Linked DNA regions of Mus musculus: regions 1, 2, 3, 4 and 5 are each linked to region 6. The links are chromatin contacts, called in public HiChIP or PLAC-seq, Micro-C and promoter capture Hi-C maps. All regions are on one chromosome and are shown on one strand. Each heading gives the region's core, a stretch centred on a gene start, on an enhancer-like site or on the middle of the called end of the contact. The rest is flanking DNA. Distances are from core to core; before and after follow the strand shown.

What was found. Promoter capture Hi-C pulls out the DNA fragments that hold promoters and counts their contacts. Hi-C and Micro-C count contacts between places; a contact is called where the count stands out from the background. HiChIP or PLAC-seq counts read pairs in DNA pulled down with a chosen protein or histone mark. Capture Hi-C pulls out chosen DNA fragments and counts their contacts.
Region 1: a contact with region 6 is called in a Micro-C map of embryonic stem cells, with 4 times the contacts expected there. The contact joins the promoter of Nus1 here to the promoter of Vgll2 in region 6. A contact is called at or near these places in 5 of 39 promoter capture datasets (the C10 cell line, cranial neural crest, embryonic stem cells and 1 more), 1 of 484 Hi-C or Micro-C datasets (embryonic stem cells) and 2 of 115 datasets of contacts at active chromatin or transcription factors (embryonic stem cells and epiblast stem cells).
Region 2: a promoter capture Hi-C map of embryonic stem cells shows a contact between it and region 6, with 3 times the contacts expected there. The contact joins the enhancer-like site here to the promoter of Vgll2 in region 6. A contact is called at or near these places in 8 of 39 promoter capture datasets (cranial neural crest, embryonic stem cells, liver and 3 more), 1 of 15 datasets of contacts at CTCF or cohesin (stem cell-derived epiblast-like cells) and 2 of 115 datasets of contacts at active chromatin or transcription factors (both in embryonic stem cells).
Region 3: a promoter capture Hi-C map of pancreatic islet shows a contact between it and region 6. The contact joins the promoter of Fam162b here to the promoter of Vgll2 in region 6. A contact is called at or near these places in 6 of 39 promoter capture datasets (the 3T3-L1 cell line, cranial neural crest, embryonic stem cells and 3 more), 1 of 115 datasets of contacts at active chromatin or transcription factors (stem cell-derived neural progenitor cells) and 2 of 9 other capture datasets (embryonic stem cells and pancreatic islet).
Region 4: a contact with region 6 is called in a Micro-C map of embryonic stem cells, with 3 times the contacts expected there. The contact joins the promoter of Rfx6 here to the promoter of Vgll2 in region 6. A contact is called at or near these places in 4 of 39 promoter capture datasets (cranial neural crest, embryonic stem cells and frontonasal cranial neural crest), 5 of 484 Hi-C or Micro-C datasets (all in embryonic stem cells), 6 of 115 datasets of contacts at active chromatin or transcription factors (all in embryonic stem cells) and 1 of 9 other capture datasets (embryonic stem cells).
Region 5: an H3K27ac HiChIP or PLAC-seq map of embryonic stem cells shows a contact between it and region 6, with 4 times the contacts expected there. The contact joins the promoter of Gopc here to the promoter of Vgll2 in region 6. A contact is called at or near these places in 3 of 39 promoter capture datasets (cranial neural crest and embryonic stem cells), 9 of 484 Hi-C or Micro-C datasets (cortical neurons, embryonic stem cells, muscle stem cells and 1 more), 3 of 115 datasets of contacts at active chromatin or transcription factors (embryonic stem cells and neural tube) and 1 of 9 other capture datasets (embryonic stem cells).

The regions. Positions count from the first base shown.
Region 1 is chr10:52,415,972-52,419,520 of GRCm38.p6, reverse strand. Nus1 (NUS1 dehydrodolichyl diphosphate synthase subunit) reads right to left here and starts at 1,974. Exons shown (of 5, transcript NM_030250.2): 1 at 1,353-1,974. The coding sequence starts at 1,779.
Region 2 is chr10:51,552,068-51,555,412 of GRCm38.p6, reverse strand. No RefSeq gene overlaps it. Among named protein-coding and RNA genes, the nearest start is that of Gm46224, 26 kb to the right of the region's middle. Within about 2 kb of position 1,527, at least 49 of the 459 cell types and tissues checked have an H3K27ac peak or open chromatin away from gene starts, as enhancers often do. A contact at or near this core is called in embryonic stem cells, where this site is marked.
Region 3 is chr10:51,589,061-51,592,393 of GRCm38.p6, reverse strand. It overlaps Fam162b (family with sequence similarity 162, member B), which reads left to right and starts at 1,934. Exons shown (of 4, transcript NM_029894.1): 1 at 1,934-2,129; 2 at 2,225-2,333. The coding sequence starts at 1,973.
Region 4 is chr10:51,676,372-51,679,622 of GRCm38.p6, reverse strand. Rfx6 (regulatory factor X, 6) reads right to left here and starts at 1,863. Exons shown (of 19, transcript NM_001159389.1): 1 at 1,594-1,863; 2 at 1,182-1,338. The coding sequence starts at 1,813.
Region 5 is chr10:52,380,511-52,383,863 of GRCm38.p6, reverse strand. It overlaps Gopc (golgi associated PDZ and coiled-coil motif containing), which reads left to right and starts at 1,740. Exons shown (of 9, transcript NM_001199272.1): 1 at 1,740-2,253. The coding sequence starts at 1,966.
Region 6 is chr10:52,020,464-52,023,831 of GRCm38.p6, reverse strand. It overlaps Vgll2 (vestigial like family member 2), which reads right to left and starts at 1,330. Exons shown (of 3, transcript NM_153786.2): 1 at 1,029-1,330. The coding sequence starts at 1,109.

The sequences.
Region 1 (3,549 bases), core at 725-3,224, 400 kb before region 6:
TATTGTCTTATTATATCCCACACTACTGACTGCACTGGGTCAGGCAAGGGCCATGTCGCCTCCTAGACTTCTACTGGTTTCATGAGTCCTTCGGGAAACTCTGTATTGTCAGTCTCTGAATATATTGCACTTTACCCTATAGGGCAAATTATCACTTCAGATGACAGACTCCTGGGGAGTCATCCTCCTTGCTAGCTGTAAAAGAGAATAAAGTAGTCAGAGGTTACTATTACCCCAACCAAACCCCAAACTCAAATACATAGCTGACAAAGATTTAAAGGCAAAACTCAAAATTGCTTCTCCGGAGCATGCAGGCAGTTTACCGGAGAAGAAAGCCGTCATTTTTCTTTCCTGCATACCAATCCTCCTGACTCACCCTACTCAGCCCATCTCTAGCTTTAAGGAAACACCAAGGCACTTAGACTTGACGGAAATGCAAGGCTGACATTTAGAGCCTCCTCTTTATCTCGCTCCTGGTCTTCAATCCCCTACTAACATTTCATCTCCTCTACCCCAACTCTCAAGTTCCTCCTTTCAGAATCTCCTTTCTAGTAGAAACACTCCCCAAATGTCATCCATCACCTCTGTGAGTGTGTCCCTTTCTCCCCTCCAGCCTGAGACGAAGGCAAAATTCCAAGAAATATATTTGCCATTATAACTAACGCTTTAGGCTTGTCATGCAGTAAGTGTTGAGTTCTGTCCTTAACAAACCCGTGGTGAAATCCACTGCCTTGATTACTTGAAGGAACACAAGTGTATCTAGTACTGTACTGGCCTCTAAGGTGAAATGGCAACACGTGATTTCAGGCCTTTTTCCAGGCCTATCAAAACTCTCACACACTTTTCAGAAACCCCATTCAAATGCCACCTAACTCCAAGAGAGCTCATTTGGAAATCCTACAATGCAGCTCACGTATAAAGCCGCCACTGCTTGGTCGCCCTTAAGATGAGTTCATTGAACCCCCTTGAAGAGACACTTTGAAGAGCGCACAGACTGGTTAACTCCCCGTTACTTTTATGACCTTGGGCAAATCAGTTAATGTTCTGAACGTCAGCTCCCTCTTTCGTGAAACAAAGCCAGAGAAAACCACCTCCCTTAACGGACTACATTAAATATCTTTTACATGTTACAAACACTAACCAAATCTAAAGACTTTGTCAACGTCAACGTTCAATAAGACTGATCTCCCTTCCTCGAAAGCACCAGCACAGTGTAAGGGCCAAGGGCTACCGAAACTCGCAGGGCCTGGAGAGGGCGGCGGCCTCGCAGGACGACCGGGAACAAACTAGCTAGAAACGTAGTCCTCAGACTCGGAAGTGCCTCGGTCACCCCACCTCCCACCCGGCCTCACCTTGGTGGTCGTAGACGCTAATGTAGGAGATCCCCACGGCCATACACCACACCACGAGGCTGGCGATGTCTGAGAAGCTGGGCTCCTGCACTTCCTCCGTGACCAACAGGCCCATGTGCACCGGCAGCTTCTGCAGGGACCGGACGTCCGCGCGCCAGCGCAGCCGAGGATGGGTGGCGGCCGGTCCCGGTCCCGGTCCCGGTCCCCCGTGCGGGTGCCGGTGATGACGCCGGTTCCTGCCGACGGCCCGGGGCTTGCGGAGCGTGAAGCCGAGCGGCGCTAGGACCGCGGCGGAGGCGGCGCGACAGCAGCGCCGCCAGATCCAGTTCCAGGTGCCGAAGCGAACGCGGAGCCAGGAGGTGAGCGTGAGGTGCAGGCAGAGCAGCGCGTGCAGCACCCGCCACACCAGCTCGTACAGCCCCGTCATACTCCTGTGGCGCTCGGGCACCGTCACCTCCCTCCGGCCCACACCCGCGGCGCGACAGGGTCTTATCCGCCCCAGCGGCCGGCGCGGGCCATCGCTCCGCGTCCCCCCACCCCCCGCGCCCGAGCCCCTCGCCACTGCCAACACCTCACCTAGCCCCCGCCGCCATCTTCCTCCGCCCTCCGCAGCCCCGCCCCCGTTAGTACATGGAGAGTTCTGATTGGCTGCCGGGGAACTCCGACGCGACCGGGAGTCGTGGCTGGAGCCGCCACCGCACTGCTAAAGAGAGCGTGCGCTTGAGAATGAGGCTGGCTCCGGGCCGCTGGCGCCCCCTGGGGATGAGGAGGGCGACGCGCCAACGCCTCTAGCCTTTCTCCTATGGAATGATTGGGCTGTTCCTCAGACTGAGGGGAGGATCTGCAGCTTGAGATTTGTTGCCTATCTCCCCCTCACGGCCATGACAGAAACGATTCCCAAGGAGTTAAAAGCAATCTAAATGAACTGGAAGTTACACAGAGAGAATCCACCACCGCATCAGCAAGTGTAGATGCTGGAAATCGACCACGGTCCCCAAACAGAAGTGTTCTTGTCCCCAAAGGCTCAAGTGTTCTTGGAGAGGTCTCATCACAGTTCTTTGTCCAATCTTCCGACGAGAATAGAACGTCCCAGAATGGGAATGAAGTCCTACAGCATAGGACCTGGAAACAGACTGTTAGGGTCTGACACTGTTAGGGTCCCTAACAAATCAAGCTCTGCCACCTGTCCTTCATAGACCAATGACACAATAGAAGGTAAATACAGAAAAGCGAAACTGATTCAATGTGGCCACTCTGAGAAGAGAATCAGTGCCCAGATACAGTTGGATCTGTGTAATACAGACATATTTTTTACTGTATAGCCCCTTTTCCCATTAGGAAATGTCTACAGGCCTTAATGTTTTGGCCATTGTCACCTGTTTTAATTGGTCTCATTTCTGTAAGAATTGCTTTGCTTTAGTTTAAAACGTGAGTCTCATGTCCATCTGCAAGTTTTGTTGCCTTTGGCAGGAAATGCCTGTGGAGGAATTTTAATTGGGCAACATGGCTCCTCTCAATAACCGTAGCCAAAGATATGATCTGGCCATGATCCACACTGGATTACAGTATGATCTGGCTGGAATACACACACTCCCTTAGCACATACCTGTAATCCCTGACAATGAAGATAAGGCTAGTTTGTTGAAGGAAGCATCCATGTTTGAAATTGATGTTTAATTGAAGGGCAAAGTTATGAATCAGGAAAAAAATTGAGTGAGAGATAGGATACGTCCAACTCACAGAAAAACAGACAGGAAACAGATGCTAGTTATGGGAGGGAGGAGAGAGAGAGAGAGAGAGAGAGAGAGAGAGAGAGAGAGAGAGGTGGAGTGGGGAGGTGGGTAGTATATGTGTATGGCAGTTTTACAAAAACAGTTTTACTGAGATAGGTTACAGAGGGAACAAACTAGATACAAGTGAAGACAGAATGAGTCAGAGAATGAGAGTCAGAACATATTAGAACATATTGCCAAAGTTAGTATGAAGCCAGTCAGAGCAATTCAGTAAGAAGCCAGATTGAATCAGTCAGCTCAGAAGATTAGATTGTATGGAGGCTAGAAGGTTCCAGGCATAGATCTAGGGATATTTAGAACAGAGAAGGAAACACTCTGGGTTCATTCCAAGCCATGTATCCATATAACCTGGGTACAGCTCTCATCTCATCCCTTCCTCTGAGGAAATAAAAGAGACATTTACA
Region 2 (3,345 bases), core at 278-2,777, 470 kb after region 6:
TCTTTCTGCCTTTCCCTGCCTCTTCTACCCTCCTAACTCCTGACTCCCCTCCCCATGCCCTGAATAAGCTCTATTCTATACTATACCTTCTTGTGGCTGGTCCCTCAGGGGGAAGGGATGTCTTCGCATGGCCCCACTGAGGCATAGACTATCTCCCTTTCTCTTTCTCTTTTTATACAAACACTTTATATGGTGCTGTGACTCGAATAACACCCCGTGTGGACACAGTCTCCTGCTGCTGCTTACAGATCAGGATATAGAACTCTCAGCTCCTTCTCCAGCACCATGTCTGCCTGCATGCTGTCATGCTTCCCACCATGATGATAATGGACTAAACCTCTGAATCTGTAAGCTAGCCCAATGAAATATTTTCCTTATAAAACTTGCCTTGGTCATGGTATCTCTTCACAGCAATAAAACCCTAACTAAGACAACTACTCGGCCACTTATTTGCCTAGTGAGACTGTTCTATTAGTTTCTGTCCCCCCAATTATTTATTTATTTAATTTTATTTTCCTTTTTTATTTGATTCCAAATAACCTCTCTCTAAGTTTTCATTTACCCAATCTAGATTTTTCCTTTGTGTTCATTTTAGCACTTTTCTTTGTTTATTGGGTATTATGTCCCAATTTTTTTCTTAATTTTGAGTCTTCTTATGGTTATTTTTGTGTATGTTTGCCCCCTCAGGAAATTGTTCTCAGTATGTATGTCAGTGTTTATATATATATATATATATATATATATATATATATATATATATATATATATATATATATATATGCAGTCGTTTAGCATTTAAGATCCCTGTTTATACAGCACTACCTGATTGCCTGGTTGTCTTTATCCTGGTTTAGATGATTTCACATTATTTCTCTGGGGCCATGGCTCTTAATGTATGTGCACATTAGCACTCTTCAGTCCTTAGTGTAGCTCCTTGTTATATAGACAAAAGGTAGAGCTGCATTTTCATTACTGTGGCATTGTGCTGTTGTCTCTGGGATGACTGAATCTATTATAGGACAGGTTGGTTGAGTTAAAGTTAAGTAGTAATCAATCAAAATGTTTGCTTTGCTTAATGGGGGGGCGGCATATCACACTGTTTATAATTACACGTTTTGCTGGTAAAGTGTTACTTCAGAGCGGATCCTGGTGTAGCTTTTAGAGTTAGCCTGTAGAAAATGCAAACGTTTCTTCAATGAACCTTGGCAAATTTAATTTCTTAGACTTTGGTCACATATACTCTGAGAATCTAAGATTGTTAAAAAGAAAACCCAAATCATTTCTTTTACAGTCACTAGTTAAGAAACTCCTTAATTCTCTATAGAACCTTACTCGCATGGGAGGAAGTGAAGGAGAAAGAGATTGCGTTAATTACTGTTTTAAGTGTTATTATTTGGTCTGGAGTTTCTTGTATCTTTGGTTCCCTCTGGTGTTCGATTTAGGAAATTGTGGTCCTTTCGGATTCTTTTATTAGTAAGGAGGGGCTGACTGCACAAAGACTCTTGGCTTTTGCGGCTTTGAGCCCTCTCTGCCTTTAGTCTGGGATGTAGCCTGTGGCAGGTGTATTGTTCTTAGGCAGCCTGCAGTGTAAGTAGTTGGGAGAGCTGGTTTGGCTGTCCTGTGCCTTGTTTATAAGGGGGGTGGGGTGGGGGGGGGATATCAGAAATCAGAAAATGTGCACGGGAAGGTTGGCTTGGGGCCGAGATGCCTTTATCAGCCCGTTGTGTCCGTGAGAAAGCTTTGGAAAGTTAGTTGCAGTTTTATCAGTTACTGATCTTCAGTTGTGAACGCTGCTTCTCAGGCAGCCTTTACTTTGGGTCCTTGGTTTTTCTCTCAGGCTCCGCGAACCCAAACTATGTTGTGACATTGGCGCCACCTTGTGTCCCAGCTCAGGGTTGCGTTGTTACCGCTTGTTGCCTAGGTTTACTTGGGGCTTGGGGTGGGAGCCTCTCAGTTAGCTCTCTGTAGACCCCTTAGATTCATTATATGTGTAATTTCCACCCGGACACAGCTTGAGAGTGAAGCCCTAGTTGTTTATACTGGGGGAAGGGGGGCTAGGGGGTGGATTTTCTTTTCAGGTTAGTTCGAGTCTAAGCTGGACATAAGGTGCACCAATTTGTTGCTAAAATTTCCATCCCTAATAGCCTGTATAAATAACACACAGTCCAAATATTTTAATTATAAGTCATATGTTTAGATTGGGCAAATCTAATAGAATACTAAACGTATTTCCCAACTCTAAGACTCCTTGTGGTTTCTCCCGGTCACGTTGTTCTGGTTCATAGTGGCTTTTCATATATTTCTTACACAGCTGTTTTCCAAATGTGCATTCGTCTAGTCTGCTGTAACAGCATAGAGTATGCATCGTTAACAGTGTACTTTCTTGCTAGTAATACATGCATTTTTTGTTAGATATGCTACTATTGATTATGTAGAGTCATAATGGCTTTACACAGGAAAGCTGTCAGAATTTTGTTTTGTTTTTGAGTCAGGGTTTTCTGATTAGCCTTGGCTGTCCTGGAACTCACTTTGTAGACCAGGCTGCCCTCAAACTCACAGAGATCTGCCTACGCTCTGTCTCTGAGTGCTGGGGTTTAAGTCCTGCACTCAGCTTGATTTTTCTTTTTAAAATACTTACATCATTTTGTTGACTTCTGGGTGTTTGGTAAGGGCTAGTATAATATACACTTAAAATATATTTAAGTGGGTCTTTACTTCCTACTCTATCCTTTATCTTAACAGGCAAGCTTCCTCTGATTTGGGACTAAATAGGCTTTCTTTTAATTATTTTCAGTTTGTGTTCTTCTTTCACTTGTCTTTTATGAGAGTTGGATGTACTCAGAATTGGCTGTCATAGTGCATGAAAGATTCAGCCAGAGCCTGAGACAGATAGAAGTGGGTGGGATTTTGTTCAATTGTTCTTGGATCTATCTTCTATGAGTTTTCTATTTTGTCAGAGCATCATTACCAAGAAGTCAAGTTGGCACCAGGGTGAGGGTCTTAAGACATCTGGTAGGGCTATACTCTGACTCTCAGTCTGGAGTCGAAAGTATAATTAGAGTAACACTGTACACAGACATTTGAAAGAATGAATTACTGGTATAATCCAGTTTTGGATATTGTTACTCATAAGCTTTAAGAAGACAAATGAAGTGTTCTTATTAATGTTACTTAGACAAACAAATTTTGTACTTATTAATGCTACTTAAAAAAAAAACATGTAAGTAGCCGGGACGTGAATTTAGTATAGTATTTGTCATTCATCCTGCATTTGTAAGCCTATGACCATATATTTGACCAAGATTGGCTTTGTATATCTGTTGCAACTAAATAAACAATTTTTAG
Region 3 (3,333 bases), core at 685-3,184, 430 kb after region 6:
ACACCAAGGTGATTTGTAACTTACTATGTAGCCAAGAATGACCACAAGCTTGGCATTCTCCTGCTTCCAATTACCAGTTCTTGGATTACAAGTGTGTACCACTATACTTGGCTTCATTTAATTACTTTACACTGCTGATAGTGATACACAAAATCTATCAATTAACCTCAGTATTTCTGGCTTGGGTGGCTGGAGTACACATTTTGTGTGTGTTTCCAGTGTTCATGTCAGCATAGCTGAGTGTGCTGAGTTGCATGTGTTCTGCTGTTCTAAATATGAGTCCCAGTCTGAGAATGAAGCTTAGTGTTAGCTTGCATAGTGAGTACAATGATTTATGTTTAAGTTCCAGCATGGTTAAAAATTCTGAGTATAGACCTGGGGAACAGAAACAGAGAAAAATAGATTTGATTATATAAACCTACGACAGTGACCTGCCTGCAGGATATACAGATGCAATTGGGAGTAAACAACCAGTTTTGGGTTGGATTTAAGGCCCATTCCTTGAGATGGAACCCAGGTCTGACACAGCTATGATAGCCCAAACTCTGAAACTAAATAGATCACAGACCTAGGGGGAAACTTCTCATTTGCATGTGCACTGTGTTCAGGGACTAGTCTGAGATGGCGGAAAGAAACCACAGTTTCTAAAGTACTATTTAGAGAGTAAGACCTCAGCATTGTCAATGCTCCTAACCTCAGACCCAAACCTTACTCTAGCTTACTGTATCTCCTCACTGTATTTTTTTAAAACCCCACAACTCCCCACCTAACATCACTGCTCTATTCCAGCTCCAAGAAATATCTTGCTCATTTGACAGAGGGCTAGAGTAGCCTGAGGATTAAATGAACAAAAGGTAAAAATGATGGATGTTTTTACAAATGAGAGGAAGAGGAGTCCATGATTGTACAAGTCTTACATTACACGCTTTAGCTTCAACAGTCACTATTCCACAGATGGCTAGAGAACTCCTTGGGTGAGCTCCTTAGTTTAAGAGGAACTAGCGATTGTAGAGATTGAAGAGGGCTTCTTTCAGGGTATCACCCTAGTTAGGAGGAAAACAAGCTGGAGAAACAGCGGCAGGTTTGAGCTGTGGAAGGAAGCTGAAAGACAGGATACAGAAATAGGCACAGGTGAGTCTGTGTTCCTGAGAGCAATTCCACTTCATGAGTCTTGATGCCGGAGGAGTCCAGTGAGGACTTCTTCAGAGGGCTGTTGTCTAAATCCTTTCTTTCTGAACTTTTAGTCCTGTTTAATGTTAAAGAACTTTTTCTCCCCCTTTCAGCAGCAGAAAGAGTGTAGAAACCAGAGACTGGCACATTTTGGGAGCCTGTAATATGGCTCAATTGCTAAAGGCGTTTGCTGCCAAGCCTTAGGACCTGGGTTCATTCCCCAGAACCCACAGGGTAGAAAGTGAGAATCAAATCTGAGAGTTAACCTCTGAACTCCGCAGTTGTTCCCCACTTGAATGGGGATTCAAGTATTGGACTAAGAAATGAAAGTAGAGAAAAACAGTTGTAGGAACTAAGGTCTTTTTTTTTTTTTTTTTTTTTTTTTTTTTCTTAGAAAGGCAATAAATTACAGAGTGAAAGAGTAGAGCTGGTTTCCCAGAGATTCCTCACAGGGGATCTTTAGTTTGTTTATAGAGTTCCTGACCTTGCTTGGTAAAGAGTTACATTTCCTGCATTCGAAAGACAGCAAAAGGATTAGCTTTATTCTCTAATGGGATCAAAGCTGAAATCCTGATGAGAACCATATCTCAATACCAAGAAATGTTTGTAAATGATTTGCTGAGCTGCCTCAAGGATTGGTGGGTCTGCGCCCGAAAATTTCCCTGGGACCCAGCCTGCCCCTAGGAGGTCTGTCCTGGGGTGGGAACAGAGAGTAGAGAGTGCGCACGCACATGCAGCTCAGCATCCAGGATCAGGAGGAGGCCAGAGCGCTACAGAAGGCGACTGTGGACTCCAGTGTAAGATGCTCTGGGTCAGCCGCAGCGTTCTGCGACTAGGCTTGGGGTTCACCACCCACCGCGCTCCTCAAATCATCTCCCGCTGGCCGCGATGGGGTCCCCGGGTCGCGTGTCACCCCTGTAGCTCCAGCGGGCAGAATCCCAGCGGATTTGAGCCCCCAGGTCAGAGTAGGGCAGGGCTGGGAGGGAGGGGGCTGCGGAGGATTTCAGTGTTGGATGCAATGTGCTTCTTGATCTGCCTGTTGCTTCCACTGTAGAGAAAGTTCACAGGATCCCTGCCCAGTACAAGCCTTCGAAATTCGACAAGAAAATTCTGCTTTGGACCGGGCGTTTCAAATCTATAGAGGACATCCCACCCCTTGTACCGTAAGTGTGAAGTGGGTCCTTGCTTGAGTTTCGCCCGCAGGGAGACTTGCAGCCTGGGTAGGGACACGGTTTCCAAACTGTGCTTTGCTGACCAGGAGCAAGGCAGCCATAGAACTACACAGTTCTTCCAACTAACACTGACATAGGGAGTTTACTCCCCTACAGGTCAGGGTGTTCGACTAGAGAGTGGGTAGCTGAAATTATAGAGAGAGTGCAGAAGTTGAATTAAAAACCCAAGTGTTTATTGGGCAATTGCGGATATGGGTTCCTGGAGAGCTCTGAACAGTGAGTACTGTGATGGTTAATAGGAACTTGGCAGGATACAGAATTGTCAAAGAGACGTTGCTGAGCATGTCTGTGAGGTTATTACCAGAGTAGGTTAGCTGAGGTGGGAAGACCCATGGTAAACTGGTGGTGGTGGAGTTTCGCGGACTGAATAAAAAAGCCGAGCCCAAGCCTTTGTCACTCTTGGCTTCACGGCAAAACATGTGACTGGTTCAGAAACAAACATCAGGCCTTACCCCCATGAAAGATTGCATCTTCAATCACCATATCGGTGGTGTGGCTGGAGAGAAAAGAAACAGAGGGGTCTCCTTACTGTTCGATACAAGAGTCCTGGTATGACTTTTGGGTTACAGGAGAATGGCATCTGGGTACACGGTTTCCTGGTCCTGGGAAGCTAGGCAGCTTCAGCATGGTTGGTCTCATCATAAACGGCCTCAAGTAAATGGAAAAGGGAAAACACATGCTGCAAAAATGCACACCCAGACATTCATTCTGAAACATTTCCTTGTTCTTTGAGCAATGGTTAAAAGATAAAAAGGGGCCAGGAGTGGTGACTCACGCCTTTAATTCCAGGTCTTGGGAGGCAGGGGCAGGTGGATTTCTGGGTTCGAGGCCAGCCTGGTCTACAGAGTGAGTTTCAGGGCAGCCAGGGCTACACAAAGAAACCCTGTCTCAAAAAATCCAAATAAATAAATAAATAAAATTAAAAAGGGGC
Region 4 (3,251 bases), core at 614-3,113, 340 kb after region 6:
CATTTATTTGGGTAGTTATTTTTATATTTATTGTTTTCCCTTCAAAACTCTGAGTTAAGCTAGACATATGTATGTATGAATTTTGAAACACTAAAGATTGTTTCCAATTACTCAATTTGAACTGAAAACCTGAGAGTAATCACTCAAAATCCTTTAAAGTAAATTCAAAATTAAACATTATTTTCCAAATATCCTGATGACAGTAGTTGTTTCCTAAATATTCCAGATAATTTCTTAATTATTTACAGTTTTGGGGTATATTCAAGTAGTAATCATGACAGCAAACTTTATCTATTAAAATGTAACTTTACAGGCATATTTATTTTCTATTTCAGACATTGAAAGGGTTCAAGCATATACGTTCAGAACGTCAGGCTATAAAAATTAGAACTTAATGTTTAAAACAAAAATGCAGTTTACAAGTATTTATAGATTTTATTTTTCTAATTCTTAGATAATAATATAGGAGAGAGAGAGGGAGAGAGAGAGAATATAACTTACCAGTAAATAGTCTTTATTACTTGGAATTGGGGGGAAATCTTGTCCCCCAAATGCTTCACATTATGCAACTGTTCTTAATGACACGTTCTTATTTAAGTATCTTTTTCGTTTGCAGAAAGTATTATAAAACACACTTCATATGTAGAAGACCTACTGATTATTTCTCAATTTTAAAAGACTTGGGGCAAAAAGTTAATTTGTGGTGTTTTACTATATTAAATCATGTATGCACTATGCTGTAAAAACTGAAAATTATTTAATCATGACTGCTTGAGTGATTTTTTTTTTCTGTTTTGTACTTTTAACTCAATCCATCTGTTTTGACTGACACAGTACCTGCCCTCCTATGGATTAAAACAGAGTTAAACGCCTTCCATTTTTCGCTGTTCTGAAGGATCATATCTCGAAAACATAAAAATATCAAAGAAATATATTTTATGTTCAGCAAACAATCACAGAAAAATTCATCACAGCTTACATGTGAAGAACCTGTGGCTTTAGCTTTTCGTCAGGGTCAGAATAGGTCTCTGTGTGCATATGCAGTGCAAGAAAACAGGTGCATTTGTCGTGGGTCTTTTAAACTTGTGGAAGTTTTAAGGAGAAGCAAGTTGAGGAAAGCCAGGGTCTTAGAGACAGGGGCTGGTGGACGTCAGCCAGTGCGGGTGACAGGACCAGCTTACCACTGCAGGGTGAGCTGAGTCTGCTTCTTCTTATCCTTCATCATCTGCGTGATGCTCTTCTTCTGAGAGAGCTGTGGGTCGGCTGCTTTGGTCTTGCTCTCCTGGGTGTCCGCATCCTCTTCTTCCGAGGAAAAGTTGCCGTTGTTTAACTGCATTTCTGAGGGCGAGTGTAAGGAATGACAAAGAACAAGGGAACACGCGGATCAGTCCAGAGACCTCCACACCCACCTTGCTTTGCACCCAAGGAGGAGCAAGGAAGGAGTTGAGCAAAACCCTCATAGTTAACAGTGTTCCTGCTGAAACGAAATGGTTCCGACAGAGCATCCTACTTTATGTGTATTCAGAGTGCTTCGTTTTTATTCTTGGACACCCTTAGGACTCAGCACCGCAGCCGGGAGAGTGGAGCACTCACCTGATTTAACTCCCACCTGCAGCCCGGGATCTCCGCCTTTCTCACCGCTGCTCCGAGCGCCCGCGGCTGTTTCAGCCAGCAGGTAAGCACTGTCCTCAGGGTAGACCAGCAAGCCCTTGCCAAGCAGCTGCGCGCAGCACTCCTCCGCGATCTCGGAGGGAAGTTGGGGCGAAGGCTGCTCCTGCACGAAAGCTTCCTCCAGTTCCCGGACCTTAGCCATCCTTCCCACCGCCCGGATCTCGGCACGCCGCCCGGGCTTGAAGGAGCTCTGTGTAGAGCCCAGAGCCCCGGGGCGGGGCGGGGCGGGGCTGGGGAACCTGTGGCCGCTGGGCAGGCTCCAGAGCCCCCGATGGTGGAGAGGGGACAGGGTGAACAGGTACCGCACAGATGGCAGGGTGGAGGAGGGCGGAGGCGATGCTGCCTTTTTCCCAAGTGTCTTGCTCGGTCTGGGCAGAAGCTTGCTCCCAGTTCACTTCCACATTGGCTGTCAGTCACACCGAGCACTTTCCCCTTCGTTTGTTCTCTCTTGCCTAATTCTAGACCCAGGACCATTTCTCAACTGAAAACTTCCTGAAGGATCCTATAAAGCTCAGCTCTTTTCTCTAGTGGGACAAGCAACTTCACTTTTCCCCATCAATTCTCAGGAGACTAATCGAGGCACCTGCCTGGTCAGCCTTGACTTGAGTATCAGGTGGAAGTGAACAAAACCCAGAGTACCCTTCCCTGGTCTTTGCACCGCCTGGGTCAGATGTATTCCCAGAATAATGCAAGGATCGAAGAGCACCCTTTTCAGTGGCTGGAAGACAGAGACACTGCTCTGTATTTTGGGTACTTAGGTCTCACATCCCTCTAAACTATTGAGGTTGGAGGAAAAGATACCATTCAAACTTGCATGTGCATCACTTACAATTCCTCACTTCATGCCCAGCAGTGGAACGAATATTTTCTGAAATTTAATAATATCTCACTCCCAAATGACAAAACCTGGGTTTGTTTCGAAGTAAGTTGGGCTTTCTATGAAGAATGGAGCTGGGTGGAGCTTTGGGATCCGACTGCCTGGCTGACTCGCTGTTTTTTTCTTATTCTATTCTCTGTTCTTTGGACAAACAGGCCCTCCAGGAGAAGGAGGGATCCTGCCTTGGTTTCCATTGCCTCATCTCAGCTAATCCTGTATCTTTTGGGGGGAGATTAGAAAGCGACATCACCTTTGAGTTTAGCATGAAATAACATTAAACTGAAACCACAGAGAGAAAGCAAAATGAGACCCAGAGTGGCAGCTGACTAAAGGGACAATTACAGCAGCAATCCAACAGAGAGAGCAGCCTTTCCCAGGGCAGGTCAAGCTGCGCTTATGTGACTGCTTCCTTTTCAGCAGCACTTGCTGGGAAAGGCCTCACTTCTCCCAAGCTCATCTCACCTGCTTCCTTTGGATGCTGGACATCGGCTGTAGCCACACACTTTCCCACACATTCAATGTTCCCTACCTAGGATTGTTAGTCTTCTCTGCCTACTCCTCTGAAAGCCTCCCAGCCTGCTTCGTGTGTAGGACTTTTCTCTTTAGTGCTCAAGTGTACAGTATGCTACCTTTCCAGAGACACACTCAGGGGTGTTCTGTAATGGGAGTCCTCTTTGTGTTCCCAGCAGGGCTCTATCCACTC
Region 5 (3,353 bases), core at 491-2,990, 360 kb before region 6:
ACACAGACATACACATACATTTAGGGCAAACACACACACACACACACACATTTAGGCCAAACACCCATCAAGCCTCTTTTTCCACATTCATGTTCTGTTGTGACTTCCAGAATTGCAAAATCCCAAATCAAAGCGGGCAAAATGTTCTATTAGGAAACCTCATAAACATTTAAAGTCACCACTGAATACCAAGAAAATGAGCACACAGGATGTGGCAACTGCTACATAGTCACATCTACTGCTAAGTAGCAGATAGTGGGATGTGTGTGTGTGTGTGTGTGTATAGGTAGGTAGATATAGATAAATTATTTTATTATATATTTATATATAAAATACAACCAACCATTCGAAGAGGATGTTTTATACTATTGTGTACTAAGCCTATGAGACAGTCTCTGACTAAACTCAAGGGAAGAGTTGCATGGTTAGTTTTACTTGTCTAAGTTTGCTGAAGTCATAATAGCTTTTGCTTGATGGTAAGCAGTCATGCATTGGAGTAACCAGAGTGCAAACTAAATCTGTTATTTCTTAATTCTTATTGGTACTGCTTTGATGAGAGGCACACAATGCCATGCAGACTTTGGTTGATGATTTATTAGAAAGGTCCGTCCCAAGAACAACTTCCGAAAGATTATGGACTAATTTTCCACATACTCCCGTAGGCGAGTCAGGAAGCACAATTCCTACCTGCCTACTCTAATTAGTCTGGCTTCTCCTTTCCCTTCCGGACAGTCTACTGTTGGTTTAGACAGGGGTGGAGTTGGAGAAGTGGAAGAGATGAGAGGCAGGACACAAAGAAAGCTCTTGATAAATGCTCTCAAATGCACGCAACACTGGAATTAAAAGTCGTGAGAGCCTCACTGTCTTACTAGTTCGGCTTGGATGAGGTCGTTTCATTAGATTTTATGTCCTCAGTGCCTCAATCGGGATATGTATTCAATGTTTATGAACATATGAAAATAACATGGGAACGAGCACAATACTAGTTTATAAGATGATTACAGCATCCCAAGTGGTTGCTTTAGAAATATACGATCTGTGATGCAGTAAGATGAGTGCTATGTACCAAGTGATAACACTTTCACTTTACCTTAATTGCCAAGTGAAGTAAACTTTGGAAACCTTGTTACCCAAGCAAGGTAACACCACTGAGGTGGGGCAGCTAGTATGTAATAATACATTGGCCTAGAACCCCAGCTTGTCAATCATAGAAGGAGGAACCATTGATTCAACAAAACTTGCTCAGTAGCTTCCATAGGCAGCTTCTGGCTGGAATGCACCGTCAGGTTTAGCAACATTAGCCAGTGTCCCCACCCTCCCGCCCTAAGAGCTGGAAATCGGAAGAGAAAACGTGGCTATTGCGCATGCACACACGGCCCTCCCCGCTCCCACCCGAGCCCCTTGACACCCCAGTAGCAACTTTGCTAGACGTCTGTGGACCGGTTCCAGGCCCACTGTGAAGCCAAACTGGCGGAAGCCGGTCCCCTCTGCGACGTGGAATCTTTCCCTTCCCTTCCTCCGGTCTTCCCCACTTGCAAGGGGCCACCTCAACCCTTTGCTTCTCAGGGTTTTGCCGGTCGTCAAAATGGTCGCAGACAGGCTTGTGGAGGCGAAGGCTTTTCATTGGCTAAGCTCTCGTACGGCCCCGCCCACTTTCTCCCTCTGGGCTGCGCCTGCTCTGGGCTCCGCTACGCACGCGCGGCGGGGGCGGGCCGGCTTGCGGGCGGGGCGGGTCTTCCGTGTCGCTGTCGCTGCTTCAGCCCCGCTTCCTTTGCTGCTCTGGAGCTGCGCTGCCGGCGTTGGCGGCGCGAGGGAAGGGAGGGGACCGGCGGGTGTGTGTCTGTGTGTGTGTGCGTGTGTGTCTGTGTGTGCGCGCGCGCGGGGGGCGCCGCGGTGCTAGCAGTTCCCCTCGCGCGGGGCGGGCGGCCAGAGTGAGCAGCAGTCGGCGAGGCCCTGGACGGCGCCATGTCGGCGGGTGGCCCATGCCCGGCGGGAGCCGGCGGCGGCCCAGGGGGCTCCTCCTGCCCTGTGGGGGTCTCCCCTGGCGGGGTGTCCATGTTCCGATGGCTTGAGGTGCTGGAGAAGGAGTTCGACAAGGCCTTCGTGGATGTGGATCTGCTTTTGGGCGAGATCGATCCGGACCAGGCGGACATCACTTATGAGGGGCGTCAGAAGATGACCAGCCTTAGCTCCTGCTTTGCGCAGCTATGCCACAAAGCCCAGACTGTGTCCCAGATCAACCACAAGCTTGAGGTGAGCCTCGGGGGCTGGCAGCAATAGCATTCAACCCCAGGCTGTCCGAGGTCGTTAGATCCCATTTAAAGCACTAGGAAAATGATCCTTAAAAACCTACCCACTGGACACCTCAGCTTCGAATGCGATGGAGAGTGCGTTTTATACGTGAGTGAAGCAAAGGAGTGCGGAGCGGGTGGGGGAGGAAAAGGATGCAGACTGATGTGTGGGTCTCCAGACGTCCTGTCATCCACCTCCCAGCATCTCATGCGGTGGGGACAGGAGCTAATCACACTACCTGCCTTGTAGGTGTTATTACCAAGATCTTCTGTCGGGGAATACCTCAACTCTCCTCTTCTGCTTTGATAATGACAAGCTAGATGATGTATTTTCAGACAGATGCAGCTCTGATTATTTTCATCCAATAGCCCAGATCAACGTCCGTGTCTGTACACAGAGACATGCATGAACTTAGGGGAATCCGATCAAAGCTCTTGGGGAAATGTAATGGAATATATATGTTCCTATCTACCTTCTCAGTTTACATTCACACTTGGCAGATATTACGGGCAGCTATGTCTTTAGAGCTGTCAATATTCAAATAACTTCTAGTATTGAGTGAGATGGTATGTCTTTGTATTTTACAGTATTTTCCCTAATTTCAGACCTTTGAGACTATGTAAAGACAATCCTTTGCTTAGGTCTCTAATCAGAGCAAGGGGAGTGTGATTGCAAACAGGAATTCCAAACCTCCCATTTTGTGTGGAAAATTCAACTAGGCCAGTATTACAAGATTTAGAAATTATGGTGTACTAACATTATATGGGAAACCTTTTAAAAATAGACAATTTCAGTAGAGAGTAGCTCTTTGATTTTAAAAAGGATTAAAAAAAAAGAGAGATACTTTGTTATGTGTGAAGTTCTTTGTGCCTTAGCTTTCTTAAGAGCTCCTCTTTACTGTTAACTGTAATAATGATAGGGCCTGTTGTGTACAGATTCATGTGTATGCTAGATTGGTTTCCTGTCCTTGCTTAGTGCTCAACAGTCTTTCATATTAGTTAGCCATGAAAAACATTTGCCACTAATATTTGATTAGCATCTTACATATTCAGGATGCTATG
Region 6 (3,368 bases), core at 81-2,580:
TTCACCACACTCCAAACGCCATATTCCCACTTCATTTAAAAATGATTCCTAAGTCTAAGACTACAAGTTCTAGTTTGGGAAGTTTGCGAGGGGAACTTAAAGCAAAATTTACTCACTTCATCATCTTCATATTTCGTTGAGATTTGCAAACAAAATTGTTTAAAGTATTGACGCAAACATTACAGTACATTACAGCGTTTTCCAAAGGGAAGACCAGGCGCTTACTTCAGCCTGATCCAGACTTCTGCCCCAGGTGTGTGTGCTTTCGCTTTTTCCCTGGAACACTGTCCTCAAATTTCTGCTACCTTCGCCAGGGACACGGAGGAAACATTGCTTGGCTAGACACACAGCTCAGGGAAAAGAGAAATCGGCAGAAGAAAACCTCCACAGTTTGCAGGAGCGGGGTTAAGCGCTCTTAAAATTGACTTTGGGTTGTCAAATTCTGCCACTTGGGTCCCAGAAAGGCGAGCTCCCATAGCGGGTCAACTACACCTAAATAATGCTCTCTAGAATTCTGTAAAACACAGACCAAAAGGCCGATGCAGGTTTCTGCTGATAAGGAATCCACCAGTTCCTTAGCTATTTGGCCAGACCGGGCCACCTGAGCTCTGACTTGGAGAAACCGGCTTTTGATTTTCCTTTTGTTTTATTTCTACGGTCAAGATCAAAGTTCGGATTTCCCTGCGTGAGCTTTGCGGGAAGCTCTTTACACCCGCACCAGACTCTAAAAAGAAAATTCAGTCTAACTGATCTGGGAAGGACGTGGGTGAACATCCGCACGCCTTGGGTGCTGTCTCCAGACAGAAAACGCACCAGTTAAAGAGAATTAGTTAATAGCGGTTGCAGCGCGCGCGGTCCCGGCATCACGGTGTCTTTGGGTGCCTGTCTGTCGCCCTGGAGCGTGGAAGCTCAGGGGACCTTTCAGGTAGTGGTACTTTTGTAGCCGTGTGTGTGTGTGTGTGTGTGTGTGTGTGTGTGTGTGTGTGTGTGTGTTCCACCGGTTCCCGCCCCATCTGGACGACCCGTACCTGGTGGTAGGGAGTGTAGGCGGCTGCGAAATAAGGCTGCGGGGGACCGTAGACCTGGTACATAACATCCAGACAGCTCATGGCTCCCCGCCGCGGAGGCAGCTGAGTGGTTTCTCATCAACGCTGTTTTCGCGAAGCTCAAGGATGCTGCAGCTGCGAAGGCGGCGCCCGAGCCCCGGAGTCATGGGCTGCGGGGCAGCGCTGGGCTGGGGCTGCGGCAAACTCGCTCCCCTCTATCTCGGCGGTTCCAGCCCGGCGGTGCTCCCGGGCAGAAGCGCCTGGGCTCCCGCTAGAGCGCATTTAAACCCTGCAGCCCGTGGCGCGCTGACGCTAAGAGGGGGCGGGGACCAAAGGACTGCGACGCGGTCAAAGAGTTTTCCCGGACTCCCTCGCGGAAAGCTCGTGTCCTAGGTGCCAGAGACTGAGGATCTTGAATGTCGGGGGGTGGGGGTGGGTGGGGGAGGGGGGAGGGGGAAGTGGGGGAGCCCAGTCTTCCCTCCTGGAGCATCAGTGTCCCAGGGATTTCCTTCTTCCCTCGTTTCCACGTGGGACAAAGACTGCAGGGACACAAAGATAGGAAGAGTGACAAGCGGGGGTGCCGTGGCAGCAGAGCGCAGCAAAGTCTCGAGCAGTTCTTGTAGAGAACCTCTGCCTACAGTTCCCGATTGCGTACGAGGAGGGCCAGGGCTATCTTTTGGAATCTCCCCACTAAGAAAGGAGTTGAGGGACTCCTCCGGGAAGTGGCCGCAGTGGCTAAGACACGCAACTTTCCCCCTCTGTCCCATCTCTGCCCTCCCACCAACCCCAGCAACTCTTTCCAATTTTAATTCTGCTTTTTTGGGTCATTTCTTTCTCATTTCCATCTTGGTTGCTCTCATACCCTCTTGGGTGCTCTTCAATGAACCAACTCCATCCACACGGACAGCGTGCAAGCTACTTTCTAAGATTCTATGAGCTCCCACCCATCTTCCTATGCCTGGCTGACCAAGCTCAGAGTGTCCACCTGGCCTTTAAGGGTCCTCAATATTTAGAGCAATGACTCCTTGGGTCTAAGTCAGAGTACTTGGGCTGTTTCTTTGTTTAGTTATAAAAGCTGTGCGGCTCAGTTTCATTAAGGCAAAAACAGTGTGTCCTCCAGTTGTGAAACATGCCCTTTACTGGTCCCTTTTCTTGTCCAGTGATGCCTGCGGGCGGGGTGGGCTCTTATTGCAGGGTAGGGTGGGCTGTTCCTGGTGTCTGCTCTAAGTCCCACCAGAAACCCTTGGGGGAGGGAACCGACATCGCAGTGGAATCCTCCCTCTGGTCTACTATAAAAGTGAACTGACACAAGGTTACCTCCGTGGCAAGGTTAAGCGGCAAAACTTTTTTTTTTTCTTTCCAGTTACGGAAAGAACCTCAAGGGACCTTGGAAGGCCAGTCTTGGGGCCCCAGGCACCCGGTACAGGCATCATGGATAGATACAAGTGAAAGGAAACCTTGTTATCTGCCAGTTTAAACCTAACAGCAGCAACTCACCAGGATTCTTACACAGGCTATTCAAGCGCAAGGAACTAACTTTTGAAGACAACTCTTTTTAGAAACGGAACATTTGAAATCAAATTACTTCTGTGTTGCATTCTGTTTGTGTTTTCCAAACGGGGTTCCAATTCAGCTTATAAATGGGGAGCCATGTTGCGGAATTCCTCAACTAACTAGGATAGAATGTACTACAAATTAAAATGTGAACACTTTACTGGATGGTGTTCAAATTTATAATCCCAACACTTCGGAGGCTGAGGGGGGATCATCACCAGATTTTGGGGCAATCTATTCTACACAAGTTACCATTCCGGAAAAACCAAAATAAATATAAATACATATAAATTAACCCCCAGTACAGTTTTTAGGAGCAGGGCAAGGGTTGGCTTTACCAAGCAATCAGTTGGAGACACTCTGGAGCACTGCACTGTGGAGGTGCACAGAAGACAGACTCAGGTCTCTGCTACTCTTTCTCAGAAGAGTTTCAGATGGTGTGCATTACGCTCCAGGCCTGTTACTCCCATCTGCTGGCCACAATCTCCTGGATACAGGAGACCTTGTTCCTAGATGCCACACACACTTGCTTCAGTTAGCCATTGACTCAAGCAAGGCCGGCTAGAAGCCAGGAGTTAGCTCAGGCCACAGGTCTAAGGACACCTGAGCAGGCCAAGTGCCAAACAGTTCCTGCACTAGTGAAACAGAGACCCAACTTTTGCTGCTTCAGCCCAGCTGAAGTCTCCAGGTCATCTTTCAATGCAAAGGCTCCACTTTCAAAGAACTTCTTCAGGAGACTGCAGAATGGATAAGCCAGCATTTTTGCTT